Linked DNA regions of Hordeum vulgare: region 2 is linked to region 1. The links are chromatin contacts, called in public Hi-C maps. All regions are on one chromosome and are shown on one strand. Each heading gives the region's core, a stretch centred on a gene start, on an enhancer-like site or on the middle of the called end of the contact. The rest is flanking DNA. Distances are from core to core; before and after follow the strand shown. Region 1 holds the start of LOC123448283. Region 2 holds the start of LOC123448284 (myb-related protein MYBAS1-like).

Evidence for each region. Hi-C and Micro-C count contacts between places; a contact is called where the count stands out from the background.
Region 2: a contact with region 1 is called in a Hi-C map of leaf, with 4 times the contacts expected there. The contact joins the promoter of LOC123448284 here to the promoter of LOC123448283 in region 1. A contact is called at or near these places in 3 of 6 Hi-C or Micro-C datasets (leaf and seedling).

Annotation. Positions count from the first base shown.
Region 1 is chr4H:163,978,631-163,982,970 of MorexV3_pseudomolecules_assembly, forward strand. It overlaps LOC123448283, which reads left to right and starts at 2,352. Exons shown (of 4, transcript XM_045125136.1): 1 at 2,352-2,701; 2 at 3,747-3,829; 3 at 3,917-4,142. The coding sequence starts at 2,436.
Region 2 is chr4H:164,228,605-164,232,944 of MorexV3_pseudomolecules_assembly, forward strand. It overlaps LOC123448284 (myb-related protein MYBAS1-like), which reads left to right and starts at 2,161. Exons shown (of 3, transcript XM_045125137.1): 1 at 2,161-2,453; 2 at 2,585-2,714; 3 at 2,799-3,538. The coding sequence starts at 2,333. The coding sequence ends at 3,264. LOC123448285 (a long non-coding RNA gene) reads right to left here and starts at 1,755. Exons shown (of 2, transcript XR_006631649.1): 1 at 1-1,755.

The DNA.
Region 1 (4,340 bases), core at 1,102-3,601:
GAATAAACTTTATTTTCAGTTTGGGAACCGCCTATGATTTTTTAGCATGGACTATATTGGGAACTTTTAGTCGTTCTCGTTGACAGGAAAATCACGCCATCCAAAATATTGCATCTCTCAATTTTTTCGCTTTGAGCTCTCACACCGCTACAAATCTCTGCATACCTCTGTGAAGGGCCTCTATTTAATTTATGCAATTTTTATTTTTATTTGAGTCTCATCTTCTCTTATAAGGCACCAACTACGGAACACTGTTATCATACTTGAGCATTGGATGTAGCTAATATTTGGGTGTGTTGCATGAATTCATCAATAATTGAGCAAATGGGCTAGGGATATCATTCTTTAATGCTGATATTTTGAAAGACTTCGTTGCTTGTTGATATGCATGAGTATTAAAGTTTTCATGTGAAATTATAGACTATTGCTTTGAATCATCTCCAATTCCACATGTCCATGCTATAAAAGATAATAATATGATGAACATGTTAGGCAACATTCCACATCAAAAATTTACCTACTCGAGGATGAACCTAAATTAAGCTTGGGGATGCTGATATGTCTCCAACTTATCTATATTTTTTTGATTGTTCCATGTTATTATATCATCATTCTTGGATGTTCTACAATCATTTTATAGCACCTTTATATCATTTTTGGGACTAACCTATTGGCATAGTGCCCATTGACAGTTGTTGTTTTTTCCTTGTTTTTTACTTTGCAAAAAAACAATATCAAAAGCAGTCCAAATGTCACAAAACATTTTGGAGATTTTTTCTGCCCATAAGACATCCACCGGAACAAGGAAGCCAACCAGAGGACGCCCAGGCTGCACACTAGACACCAGGGCGCGACTGCCCCCGTGGCACGACCTGGTGGGTAGTGGGCACCTCGTGGCCCATCTTGGCGTGATTCCAATGCCAAAAATTCCTATAAATAGAGAAACCTTGAGAAATAACCCTAGATGAGAAGTTCCACCGCCACAAGCCTCTGTAGCCATAAAAAAACTAATTGGAAGCCCGGTCTGGCACCCTGCAAAAGGGGGAGATCATCACTGAAGGCCATTTTCATGATCCCTATGGACACCATGATGAGGAGGGAGTATTCCACCCTCGGGGGTGGGGGTTTATACCAGTAGCTATGTGTTTAATCTCTCTCTCTCATGTTCTTGAGATGGCACAACCTTGATGTATTGCGTGCTTTCTTAATATAGTTGGATCATATGTTGTTTCTCCCTCTCTATTTTGTGGTGGTGAATTGAGTTTTCCCTTTGAGAATTCATTTTATTGGATTGAATACTTTTATGGATTTGAGAGCACTTGATTTATGTCTTGCTATGAATACGCGTGGTGACAATGAGATATCATATTGATTCACTTGATATAGGGTTAGGCACTGAACTCGCGGATTCCCAAGGTGACACTGGGGTAATCTATGCATAGGGGTTGATGCACGTTCTCGTCTTTGTTTCTCTAGTAGAAATATTGGGGCACTCTTTGAGGTTCTTTGTGTTGTATTGAGTATTATGAATCTGAATTTGTTTTCGTGTTATTTTTGTACGAACTCTTAGATAGATCGATCGGAAAGGATAACTTGTGTTATTTTAGTACGAACTCGTGGATAGATCGATCACAAAGAATAACTTTGAGGTTTTTCGTACCCTACAAACAATTTCTTCTTATGTTCTCCGCTAGGTAGGAACTTTGGAGTGATTCTTCATCACACGTTGAGGGATTGTTGTGTGATCCAATTATATTAGTATTATTGAGAGATTGCACTAGCGAAAGTATGGACCCTAGGCCTCATTTTCAAGCATTGCAATACCGTTTGTGCTAAGTTTTTTGAATTTCTACCTTGATGTTTTTATTTATTTAGATTATTAAAACATATTTCTACCATCCATATTACAGTTGTGTCACCATATATTTGCTGAACTAGTGCACCTATGCAATTTACCATCGTATTGGGTGTGTTGGGGACACAAGAGACTCTTTATTATTTGGTTCACTACAAGAAAAATGCTCAATTACGACCAAAAATAATGAAGGTGGTTTAATTGGTCATTGATCCATGACCAAAATTCCGAAATTAGTCATGGCAAGTATAAGAGGGTCCAAAGCCCATAATGTTATGACCTTTTGTGTCCATTAGGTCATGATACTATTGCATAAATTGGTCATTAAGTTCTACCAATTGAAAAAAAGAAGAGAAAAGTGAAAGAAGTGTGTGTTGGATGAGGGGAGAGTTTTGAAACGTTGGATGTAGGAGGAGTGGATGGCCAGGATCTGTTTCACAGAGTGATCCGTGGCCTCACATGTGATAGGCTGGCTGCCCAAAGTGAAAAGAACCGAGAAAAAAAAAAGTGAAAGATAATCTCTCTCTCCCCCACGACCACATCTCTCCTGGCGATCCCCATCTCTCTCTCCCCACGACCTATGGCATCCGATCTTCCCCGCAGCCCAGATCCACCTCTCGCCCGCGCCCCCCGCCTTCCCCGGGCGATGTCGTCGTCGTCGCCGCCGCTGTCGCCTCGCGGGGCGGAGAAGGAGGGGGACACCAGGAGCGACGGCACCGGGAGCGGCGGCGGCGCGGTGTTCAGCTACGGGGAGGCGGGGTACTGGGACGCGCGCTATGTGGAGGAGGGCGGCGCACCCTACGACTGGTACCAGCGCTACGCCGCGTTGCGCCCCTTCGTCCGCCCGTACGTCCTCCCCCCTTCCCCTCTTCCGCTCTCCTCCTCACGATTGCTTCGCATAGACGAGACTGCCGCTCGCCTAGTGCCCGAACTGGAGTAGCTGATTTGTGCTCGTGGTGGTGGTGCTTGACTGCTTGTGCATTCGTCTCTCTTTTCCGGAAGTAGGAATTCCCTTTCCGCCTTTTCAGGTTCGGTTCAAATAGGTGCTTGATTGTGATTTGTGAAGGGATGGGGTGATTGGCATGAACCAGCGAGCGGGTGATCTTTTGGATTAGCTGCTTGCACAGAGCACAGTCACCGTATGTTGGGGGTCGAAATTGCTGTCACGGCAATAGTTTATGGATAGCTCCTTGTCTAGGTGGTGATTTAGCTCCAGTGCTTCCTGTATCTGTTGTGTATATAACGACATGGCAATCAGATAATGCAATTCTATCAGTCCACATGCTGACATATATCACTTCCACTAATCTGATAATTATACTCTGGATAGGGTAATGTGCTATGCTGCTACAGTTTGGCAATGTGTGAATTGACAGGGTTGTGATGTTGATGCCACACAAAAGTAGTCATTGCGAACTGGCATAGCCAAATGTGGTAGGGACAGTAATATGGAAGCACACATTTGAAACCAGCACATCTCTATTTGATAATAATCGAAACTAAAACCAACCTTGATCTGACTTGTTCCCCAGTAACCCAAAGTTGCTCTGGGATTTAGTATTATGATGCATGCCATCAATACTGCATTGACACGTTAAACACACGGCAGCACATCTGATTTTCACTACTTGTGTTTTGCACCCTCGATGGGCTGTTCTGGTCTTCTGGATAAAGTTCAGGATGCGCTTCTAAACCTAGGCTCGATGATTACACTCACTCTGCTAATTTAAATTTTCTTCCCATGCTCTGATGTTTGCACTTATGTCAGAGGATATGGTCGCTGATGGCTACAATGTATCCTTAAATATTTTAAATTCCCTCTTTGTTCGGGAAGTGAAATCTAGTGTCTGTTGATTTACTTATGAGCTGTAGACATGCAAATGGATGTTAGGGATATGAGTAAATTCTTTGATGAATCATTTGATTGTGCCCCCATCCCGCTCGCCCATTTCGACGACACCCAGCTCCTCTTCGGTGAGCAGATTCATCCCCCGACCCCATGTACAGTCCCCCGCTCCGTCCATGCTCACCGTCCCCTATTTTTTCTCCGCGTGCGTGCAGATTACAACTTGCTGGAGCAGACGAGCCTGGTGAGGGAGTCGACCCACAGGCTGCTCGGCGACTTCGGCAGCAACTTCGGCCGGAACTTCGAGGGACGCCCGGGCGCCAAGCTGCCGCCGTCGCTCGTCGCCCTCCGCAAGGCTGCGGAGCGGCGCAGCGTCCGACTCTTCTTCCTCCCCCGCGGCATGACAAGGAGGGCGCGGAACCGCTCACGGCACGACAACAGGTTTCCTTTGCTGACTCTTCTTCCTTCTTAGTGTCCATCTTTCGATTGATTTCGGTTAACAAGTGCTATCTGAAACTGAAGACACCGGAAGTAAATGGATGCTGTAGAAAAGTGAAATGCTCTCCATGTGTTTGTATTGTCACTTTGACCATGTATTCAGTAGTAATCATTTTCAGTAGCAGTATAGATTTCTCAAAG
Region 2 (4,340 bases), core at 911-3,410, 250 kb after region 1:
AGCCAAAATGTATTAAAGAAAAGGAGAAGAAACATAAGTGAGCCCAAGCATTTATTTTCAGAAGACATTTTAGCCTTCTTTCCAAAGGCCAAGGAGCATAATTTTTTTGGAAGGATCTCTCAAAAAAAATGAAAGGATTTTGAGACACATATATATATGAGAAAAGGACCTGACCTACGTGATGCATTCAATGGGCATAGGAAGAGGAACTACTAATTGTCACCACACTGATGATGACTGATCAGTGTTCCAATGAAGAAGCAAGCGAGAAGAGCTCAGATGCGAAAACAACTGCAGTGTATGGGGAGCCTTCAGAAGTAAAGATGCCCAAGATAAAAAGGTGTAGAGCACAAAGTGGACTGCAAGATTGACAGGTTGGTGGCCTCCACATCAGTGCTGCTTCCATGCCTTCCTGGCTTGCTCCTGGTCATGGAAAAATTGTATTTATCTTTTTGTGCTGAGGGAACCTCCAGAAAGAAACAAAAAAATAATTAATTCCATAGCAATGGAGAAGTTAGGCCATGAGGATAAAATACTGCTTATGACCCTACTGTCCACATACCTGCCTGACTTTTCTTAGCTACTGCCTCCATGAAGGCGGATGTAGTATACAGAAGTCAGCAAATGAGTGGAAATTGGGATCTACGCAAGATCGAGTATCTAGTTACATTTTGGTCATATTCAATAACCAAGGGCGTCTCAATATAGCACAGACGGCCTATGTATATGAACCAAATCCGACGAAAGGAATACCCAAGCATTTAAAAGGGAAACAACATCAGTATAGTGCATATCCACTACATAGCTCACTATAGTAGTCAGTATAGATGCACAAAAACTTGCTCTTATTGCGTATTGAGTGGCAAGTCGTGCAATCGCATACTTTGTGTTGGAGTTGTGTATAGCCCGAGATATTTTGTTGTGTGTGAGATAATGACTGAAAAGAAAGGAAAAGATAAAGTCCCCTATGCCAATGATAATGGCTGGCAGAAAGGAAACATGCTTTTCACATCCAGGAGAAATAAAATACGGAAGAATCGAGAGAAGATTATGTCAACCTACATATGTAGCCTGATTTGTGTAAAGATCGTAGACTAGCATATGTGGCCTGTGAGTCTTACGAGTCTACGAATATATGTCCCTAAAGCAAGTAGGGACACTCATGGACTAGCATAAAACAATTCTCAACAGACATACTTCACAGCTTATTATCTACTAAGAGTCTAAGAAGTAACCAAAATGAGAACATACTATTGAATTTTCCATAAACAACACACAGTATCGGGGGTTTTCTGATTCATAAAGATCTGTCAAGATCCATTTGTAAAATGCATGTGAACCATGTAGAAACAAAAATATTGAGGTGGTCCGTATCAGCATGCTCGAACTGCAGTATCCGGATGTAAAAGATTATAGGTTCCCAACGAAGTTCCTGTAAGAAACACGCACCCGCAACAGTCCAGTTCAGACTTCAAACTTGCCGTTTGTTTTGCCAAAGAATTTGATGCTAAAGCTAAGAGCATGAAATTATTGTATAGAAGTATAGAAAATGGAACCCAGAGTAATTATGTTTTCTCTTTCTACTTTTGAGAAACATAATAATACCTGCTCGTCGTGCCTTTGGACTAATTATTTAAATGAAGTGCATATATCTGTACATAAGAAAATGAGTACTAAAATATTTCAAATCAAGTAAAAGGGAAATAAGCATACACTTACTCAACAAATGGTTATGAAAATACATCACGTTTTACGGTTTGCTTCATTTATTTTGCATTTCAGTTAACAAAATTGCATGTCTTTGCCTTCACTTCAAAAGTAATTTTCGTAAATATGCCTACACACAAAATAATGAACCACAACTTACATGCACAGATTGCTCTACTTTTTGGGGGAACATGAGTGTGCTATTAATCAAAACTGGTGAAGTCAACTCATAGAGTAAACCGGCAAGAAACAAGAGTTAGATGCAATCCAAATCCAGTATATGTAGTACCATACCCTTCTGCAGTTTGTACCATAGAGCAAGAGACAAGGGAAGGCAATTTTAATCCAAGGACAACCTCATCGATGATTCTCTATATCAGGCCCACCACGCAAAGAGGCCCCACGAGAGCCTTCTTGTCCTGTCTATAAATGAGAGGCAAGAGCCATCAAACCAGTGCACAACTAAGACAAAGTGGCTTCCTTTCACTAATACCAACCTTCTTCCCATCAGGCTGGAGTTCATCAAGGATATAAGCCTGAAACTGGAGCCCACAAGCACACAGAGGAGGGAGAGCAACAAGGCAGGCTCCCAGCCCATCCAAGGTAGAAGCGAACAACGCTAGTGATGGTGACAGTGCAAGATGAGATGCGCAAGGGGCCATGGACAGAGCAGGAGGACCTGCAACTGGTATGCACTGTCCGCCTGTTCGGTGATCGCCGCTGGGATTTCGTTGCCAAAGTCTCAGGTTTGAGGGGTGGGAGACCTGCAAATTAGGTAGCCATTTTTGCAATCCTTGGCACAAAGATGCAAACAGCACGCAATATCATTATCTCTAACCAACTATCTTCATACATCACCTTATCTATGACCATGTAGGACTTAACAGGACAGGCAAAAGCTGCCGCCTCAGGTGGGTCAACTACCTCCACCCTGGCCTCAAGCATGGGCGCATGTCGCCGCAAGAGGAACACCTTATTATTGAGCTCCATGCTCGATGGGGTAACAGGTTTGGTCCAAAAGAAGATCTTACTAAAGCAGCCTTTTTTCATCTAAAACAGGTGAAACACACTAACATCCTCTCTATGTATAGGTGGTCTAGAATAGCACGCAGACTGCCAGGGCGTACGGACAATGAGATCAAGAACTACTGGAGGACACACATGAGGAAGAAAGCACAGGAGAGGAAGACAGACATGTCACCTTCTTCCTCCTCATCATCATTTACATACCAATCCTGCCTCCTTGAAACTGCACCAATAATCAGGATGGATGAAAGCAGCACTCATAATGGCACTACCTGCTTCTCAAGTGTACTTAAGAGCAACCAGAGTGTCATGGATGGATATTCTATGGACCAGATATGGAAGGAGATAGAGGCACCGGCCATGCTGCCCATTGATGATACATCATGCAGCAATCTCCCATCTCCTCTGCTGCCATTCACTATAGGAGATCACTACTGCCCTCCCGGGGTAATCTGGAAGATGGACAATGGTGATCTCAAAATGTTAGCTCCACAATTTGGTTATGGTAATGGAGAACGTTCCTGCTATTGAAGGTTCAAGCTGTCAGGATCGAGGTCAGGTTACTAAGATACATATATGTGCTTAACAGATTTCCACTACCTATGTAGCTATGTCTGCATAAACATGTATATGCTTGCCAGTAGCTATGTTTGCATTAGTATGGAGGGTGATCTAAATATTTACAAATCTACTGTAACATTGTAAATTTTCAGGTCTGCTTACGATGTGTGTGCCTATGTAGTGTGTAAAATAGCTTATGTCTCTTGCCCTTCACAGAATGGAATGCGAGAGCAATTTATCTGCATGATAAAGCAGTCAATCTCCAATGGTATTTTGGTAAAAATGTTAGACTGACACAAATGTGCATTATACACCATTTCACTATCGGAATTGTAATATCCTCCCCCACCTGATTCTAAAGCTACAAACAGGGCCATGAGATTCTATGGTCGTATCTCAAGGTGCAAACAAAAGAAGAGGAAAATGGGTACAGAATCAGCATTATTTCTTCAAATCGTTCTTGCTACTACACTCTCATTTCCTTCCACAGGATGTTGAGATTGAAGCTCTTGATAAAATGGCTTCTGGAACCTAAGGAACGTCAAAGAGAACAAGTATTTCTCAAATAAACACGCGGACCCTGAAAACATATGTTTTTAATTACAAACTGAGGCTGCTGTACAAACATCTGTATGCATATGTGATCTGAGTGGAATTGACAGACTTAGTGCAGAGTGAGTGGCCTATCACTTCAACTCTCTTAAAAAGGCTGAGCATTAGACTTTGCTAGAACAAAAGAATGCTAGATTGTATACGACACATAAGATTAGCAGGAAGTCGCAGATTATCCATTTAACAAATAGGAAAGTTAGCACTTCAGTAAGATAAATAACGGGAGGTGGTAAGTGACTGGCACATAAGATTAGGAGGAAGTTGCAGATCATTCATTTAACAAATAGGAAAGTTAGCACTGCGGTAAGTTAAATAAAGGGAGGTGGTAAGTGGCTGGCACTTCAGATTTCTATAGCTGTCTACTTTGCTGAAAGTACTATCTGATCTTGCAACTGATAAGCATGTATTTTCTTCTGATTGAGTGAATCTAGTGC